Regions from separate parts of the Drosophila melanogaster genome. Here region 2 is linked to region 1. A link is a contact called in public Hi-C data. All regions are on one chromosome and are shown on one strand. Each heading gives the region's core, a stretch centred on a gene start, on an enhancer-like site or on the middle of the called end of the contact. The rest is flanking DNA. Distances are from core to core; before and after follow the strand shown. Region 1 holds the start of bc10. Region 2 holds the start of mthl2 (methuselah-like 2).

Region 1 (3,411 bases), core at 234-2,733:
AGTTCTCGCGAAGCAATGGTCTTACTGTTGCAGTCAGCTGAAAATCAGCTGTCGTTGTGTACTTTTTTTCTTCGGCTAATAGTCAGCGAAGAATGACGAATAACACAAATTGAATGAAAAACCTGAGTGAGACGGAAGCCGAAGTCACCATGCAAGAAAATGTAGTCCACGAATCATTGCCCCAGATCCCGGTGGCCACTTCGGTGAGCTGTTGCTTCGTTCTGGCTGTTCTGTACGTGGGTAGCCTCTACATCTGGAGCACCAAACACAACCGGGATCATCCAACCACGGTCAAGAGAAGATTCGCCAGTGTGTCCATGGTGATGCTGGCAGCCCCGTTCTTCGTTTACTTCTTCTCATCGCCGGAGCTGCTCAGCCGGGTACCATTTCCCAAGCTGCTCGGTTTGCGCTTGGAGGGATTGTGGCAGGCTGTTGTTATACCATACAGCCTGACGGTGCTGCTCTTCCTGGGACCCATCTTTGTCAACATGCAGAACGAGTCCGTGCGCTCCTACTTCGGTAATAGTTAAAGCCCCTCTGCCTATCAGCCCCTTCTCACTGCTTGATTTGAATTGCAGATCTGGACTACTGGAGGGGATCATTTGGCAGCATCATCTGGGTGCGCAACCATGTGATAGCACCGCTGAGCGAGGAGTTCGTGTTCCGAGCCTGCATGATGCCCCTGATCCTGCAGAGCTTTTCGCCCCTGGTCGCCGTTTTCATAACGCCGCTTTTCTTCGGAGTAGCCCACTTGCATCACATAGCCGAACGCCTGAGCTTAGGCGTGGAGTTGAGCACTGCCCTATTGATTGGACTGTTCCAGTTCATCTACACCACGCTATTTGGCTTCTATTCGGCCTTTCTATTTGCCCGTACAGGTCATGTGATGGCTCCCATCTTGGTGCACGCGTTTTGCAATCATATGGGTCTGCCGGATCTGCAGGATCTGTGGCAGCAGGATCTCTGGCGACGAGTAGTGGCCATTATTCTCTACTTAGCTGGATTTGTTGGATGGATGTTCCTGGTACCACTGGCTACCGATCCGTCGATCTATGATAACACCCTTTACTGGAATGCATAATTAAGTTAATTTGTATGTATCAACCGCTGCCATACGTCGGTTCATTCATGTGTACATAAATATTCGTGCATATATTATGTTTATATGTAAATTGCATATCCCATTCGAGCCAATTCCGCGCACAAAAAAAAGACTTCCGATGAAAAAGAAAAAAGAAAGTACAGATAAATGTATACCTAATAGTAAGTCAGTTGTACTGTTTTGTTGTTCGAGAGTACTTTTATTACAACTACTTTTGTTTGCATTTGTTTATTAAACAATTTCTTAACATTTATAAATATTATTTATTATTATTATTAAGAAAGAAATATGAATTCAAATTTAGGCGGTATTATTGGTTCCGCGCAATCACTAGTTCCAACATATCGGTATTGGGCAGCTGGTCACACTGCCACTCAGACCCACATAGGCTTATCGATAGGGCCCGATAGGCCCAGACAAGTAAATTTTGGTAAATATGTGATGATTTAAAACGACGCACAACAAGCGAGCATCTAAACGACCCGAAAATCGAGAGGTCAGCGCCAGGAGGCCCAATCGGAGGTAATCCCGCAGAGCGGCGACCCGTGCTAGAACTGGGAAAACAGATCCGCGTTCTGGTGACGTTTGTGGTCTTTGCCCAGGACTACGAATGATAGTAATTATAGAACAATTAAGACTAACCTCAACCCCCCGGGGTCATCCTGGGACACTTGCAGGCCGCGCGGAAGACCACGTCAACGCACACGCAAATAGAACCCAAATCTTAAGCAGAAATAGCAACAACAACACAACCACCCACCCAACCGCACACAGAATGTATTGCCTACAATGCCTGCTGCCCGTACTACTGATACCGAAACCCTCGAATCCGGCCCTGATGGAAACGCACGTGATGTTCATAGTCCTCTACCTGGTCGGATTCTTCCTGGAGCGAAAGCCCTGCACCATCTGCAGCCTCGTATTCCTCACAGCCGTATCCCTGATATGCTACAGTGGCGTCGGGAACTGCATATTTTGGGGCAACTGCGAGGGCCATCAATGTGAGAATGGCTAGAGGGTCAGCAGTGCGCCGCTTATCTTTCACTCCCACACAAAGAAAGCCCCCGTAGTCATAGTCAACGAAGATAAAGTGCTAATAATAACTACCTTTTTACGGAATTACGTTCGCGTTGTTACAGCTTTACATCCTCGAAGATCGGAGAAAGTCAGAGGAGCAGGCGGATATAAGGGATTAGGGATAGCTTGACTAAGTCGGTAAAATCAAGTGATCAGTGATACAAGTGATGAGTGAGTCCGACCAGGAACAAAGATTGTGTGTCTAGTAATACCCATTGCATTATTTCCAGCCCTCTATATGTTACCTTCATAATTCTCTTGATTATGAATTGTAATTGTATTGTATGTTTTGTTTTTAAAGCTTAGACGAATTTAGTTTATACGAAGAAAGCGCTACGAAAACGTATTGTACATCACCCCACCCAAAAGCCCTACCCTTCAAATCAAAAGAAAAAACCCCTATCCAACCCACTTGTCAATGCAACTTACGATTAGTCATATATGTTATATATAGATAAATACATTATACAAAACGTAATTGTAAAGAAAACTAAGGCAAACCACACATTCACTGCGCATCCTTGCTGAGTTGCTAAGTTGCTGAGCCAACGAAAGCTGCTGACATCGGTTGTAATTACCCTGTCGTGTGCACGTGCAAAAACTGTATATACAAACAAGCATATAACTTACACCGATCGAAATATATAAACATTATATACATAAAATGTAAACGAGAGACAAGCACAAATATGTAAAAACGAGGAACGGGCGGGCGATTATAACTTATACAAATAATATTGTTCGATTTTTGCGAATTTGTATGATTTGAGCGGTATCCAAAAAAACGGAAAGTGTGGTAGATGTAATGAAATAAAATTTAAATAATGATAAACATCTGCAATAGCTTGTTTAAATATTTTTATAAGTGCGGGAACTGTTACTTCGAAACCTGACTTTTTAATATTGAAATAGAACCTATTATCCTGGAATTTATATACATATGTATATTCCAACGACCCACAGCCAAATAAAGTACGCATTTTATTTGATTTCCAATTATCCACAATTTTATTCGCTTCAAAATGTGAGTGTGTATATAGTATATATGTTCATATATAATGTACAAATTTCTCTTCGCTGTCGTTGGTTTTGGAATTTGATTATATCAAGATCAGATCAGCTTCATCTTCGTTCTTAATTTACTAACAACTACACAAGACAATTAATTAATTAAAAATACGATAATAATTTATGTACAAAAATTTCCATCGGATTTATTTGTGTGTATTTGT
Region 2 (3,245 bases), core at 675-3,174, 40 kb after region 1:
TTGCGCAGAGTTCGCATCAGAATCATGGACACCAGACCCACCAGGAAGATGACCATCATGAAGCTGTTGAAGATGCTGAACCAGTGGATCTAGAAAAGATTAAAGAAAAGATGATGTCATCAAACTTTGACCTTTTCCTCTTGCTATTTATATAGAATATGATTCATTTGAAAGTTGTGGAGTAAAACTAGTTGAACTATACGCACCCTGTGCTGGAAGAAGTTGGGATCCAGGTACTTGTCGAATCGATTCTTGAACTCCACCTTGCTGGGCTTCCAGTTGACCTCGTAGGAGAAGTTGATGTGGGATCCCGGCTTGAGTTCCTCGCGGCCCTCGGTGGTCAGGGTGATATCCACGATTTGCTGGCCATTGTAGCCGATGTCGAACTTCTTGTGCGTGAAGATATAGTACTTGCCATCGCGCTCGTCGCGCTCACCGACTTTTCCCCAAATGGGCAGTCCATCGATGTACATCTGGTACCAGTACTCGTTCTTCACGGCATAGGTGAATGCCTTGGCGCTCTCCTCCTGCAAGGTGACCATGCAGATGACCGATTTGGGGGCGTCGCTCTTGAACTCCATCTCGTAGCCACTGAACTCTAGCTCGACTCCTTGCAGCGCCTCGCTCAGCGTCTCGTGGTAGTGCGATATCGAGGACTTCTGGCCACTGCAAAAGGGGAGAGAGAAGTACGCGTACGTCTCCTGCCGATTGTGGTACGGGCCCACCGTGTTCATCCACAGTACCACCTCCTCCCGGTCATTGTACTGCGTGGCAAAGTGGATCATGTATTCGGTGCTCGAGGGATGTGGCATCCGGACTCACCTTGTGATTGTGCTCATCTGCCTGGGAGAGCGACACGTAGCAGCTGGCGATCAGCAGACATAAACAAATTGCACGGAACGGCACCGTGGTTTGCGTGGCGCTGCTGCCCATTGTGTCTTGTGCAGGTGGTGACCTCGTTTGCGCGTCTTCCTGGTGACCTCGCTCTGCCGGCCTGATTCGGTTGCCCTCGCTGGGATTGCGTTTTCAAACAGTTTTGTGGCAAACACTCAGATTTGCCGACAGCAGAAATATTTTAGGGTTGTATCTTAGAGGTGGAGAAACATCGATGCCAACATCGATGTCATCGATGTTTTCGAAAAATCAAAAACGTCGATGTTTTTCGAGGAATCGTCGATGTTTTCAGCGCATAGAAACAGCAAAGTGTGTAAATTGTAAGTCTAAATTAATTTCCATATTTTCTAATACAATTATTAATAGCATATTGCATATTTATTGTGACTCGCCGGTGGTGTAGGCTGGTGTCTTGGAAGACATGGATAAATATCTGAAATGTAAGTTTTTTTTTTAAAGATCAATTTATTTGTTTTTTGCCAAAGACATCGAAAACATGGATGTTCGCCAACATCGATGTTTCTCCACTTCTAATGCCAACGAAAACGTGACTGGGAACGTATCGATGGGAAAAACGTTACAAAAATACCAACTATCGCATAGCGGAATCACCTTGGCGGGCTATTCGAATGTATCTCACAAATAGTTTTTAAGGAACCTACAGTCAGTACCAAATACTTAAAATTCCATTTATATTTTATTTTATGCTACAGAAAACTGATAAGCTGCATTACTTTTGAAAAGTTAAAAATTGTGTTTTTTAAATGATTTATTTATATAAATAAGCTTATGTAATACTATTGTTAATATGTAAAAAAAAAAGAATAAAAGAAAAAGAATAGTTTACCTAAGCAGTTGCTTGAATAATACATACATAATTTAAGTTTTATACATAATTTATCAACCCTCGCTCAGTAGGAAAAAAAGATGGCTCAGAAATGAGCAACGAATTGGAATGTCCGATAAGCCTTTTTTATCAAAATAATAATTTTTACATTCCCTTTTCATAACGCTTTCCCAGTTAGTTTGTGCCAATCGTAAAACAGCATCCGCAAAGTGAAGTCGCTGCTATTTTGTAGTACCACTACATTCTTATTTATTTAAGTAATATTTAAAGAATGTCCAGCTAACTATATGATTGCTAGTTCAAAAATGTTACTTTCTGCATCGATCCTAATATATTTCTTGCTGAATCTGCAATCTTCGAGTGCTGAGATTGCCGACTGCAGTTTCTATGATACCGTTGATATCTCGGAAGGCCAGAGGCTCTCGAATGGATCATACCTCTACGAGGGATTACTTATTCCCGCCCATTTGACGGCCAAGTATGAATTCAAGCTTCTGGCGAATGGAGATAAGGAGCAGGTGCCAAGTCACGTGAGAGGATGTGTGTGCAAGCTAAGGACTTGCGTCAGGTTTTGCTGCCCACATGACCACATAATGGATATGGGCGAATGCTACGCCAACATGACGACGGAGGAGAACGAATTACTGGACCCCATGCTAAATGTGACCCTGGACGACGGATCAGTGGTGCAAAGGCACTATAAGAAGGAGCTCATGGTGCAGTGGGATCTGCCAAAGCCCTGCGATGATATGTTTTACCTAGACAACCGGGATATAATGGATGAGTACACCTTGTTCGAGGTATGGCTGCTCGAAAAATAAGCATTTTTGGGCAGGATTTATTTATGCTTTGGCTCTCTGCAGAATGGAAGATTGCTGCGCCACTACGATCAAGTGTATTTGGACAAGTCGGAGTACTGTCTGCAGCACCGAACATTCGGCGAAGGTAACAACAACTCCATTCGCATTATACCCCACAACTGCTTGATACTGCCATCCAGAACGGGACAGACCGTTGGTAAGATGATGCCCATTGCTTGCATGGTAGCTCCCAGTTCTATATCTTTCCTATTTCCATAGTGATGATCACATCGTTGATATGCTTGGTTCTTACCATCGCCGTGTACCTGTGCGTTAAGAAGCTAATGAATTTGGAGGGCAAGTGTTTCATCTGTTACATGATGTGCCTATTTTTCGGATACCTGTTCCTACTCCTTGATCTGTGGGAGTTATCGCTCGATTTCTGTAAAGCAGCAGGTTAGCTTAGAGGGGATGCATTTCAACACAACTTGACAAACCATTGACCATTTACGACAGGTTTCTTGGGATACTTTTTCGTCATGGCTGCGTTCTTTTGGCTATCTATCATCAGTCGGCACTATTGGAAATGTCTTACCAATCCCTGTGCCTCGATGAACATTCGGTCAGAACGTGCGTTTCTGCTATACAGCTGCTTCGCCTGGGCAATGCCTTTGGCCTTGACCGGAGTCACCTATCTGGCTGAT

The links. A called contact is a pair of places that touch in the nucleus more often than the background predicts.
Region 2: a contact with region 1 is called in a Hi-C map of the Kc167 cell line, with 2.2 times the contacts expected there. The contact joins the promoter of mthl2 here to the promoter of bc10 in region 1. A contact is called at or near these places in 27 of 107 Hi-C or Micro-C datasets (the Clone 8 cell line, the D17-c3 cell line, the Kc167 cell line and 9 more) and 3 of 6 datasets of contacts at active chromatin or transcription factors (the Kc167 cell line and the S2 cell line).

What each region holds. Positions count from the first base shown.
Region 1 is chr3L:5,563,748-5,567,158 of dm6, forward strand. It overlaps bc10, which reads left to right and starts at 1,484. Exons shown (of 2, transcript NM_139715.6): 1 at 1,484-1,624; 2 at 1,780-3,018. The coding sequence starts at 1,878. The coding sequence ends at 2,117. Sras (severas) reads left to right here and starts at 27. Exons shown (of 2, transcript NM_079934.3): 1 at 27-519; 2 at 579-1,356. The coding sequence starts at 114. The coding sequence ends at 1,081. Msr-110 (Msr-110,) reads right to left here. Exons shown (of 7, transcript NM_168123.2): 7 at 3,172-3,411.
Region 2 is chr3L:5,602,866-5,606,110 of dm6, forward strand. It overlaps mthl2 (methuselah-like 2), which reads left to right and starts at 1,925. Exons shown (of 7, transcript NM_176284.3): 1 at 1,925-2,541; 2 at 2,605-2,758; 3 at 2,821-2,997; 4 at 3,058-3,245. The coding sequence starts at 2,029. It overlaps TM9SF3 (Transmembrane 9 superfamily protein member 3), which reads right to left and starts at 1,114. Exons shown (of 4, transcript NM_139722.4): 1 at 823-1,114; 2 at 207-764; 3 at 1-89. The coding sequence starts at 933.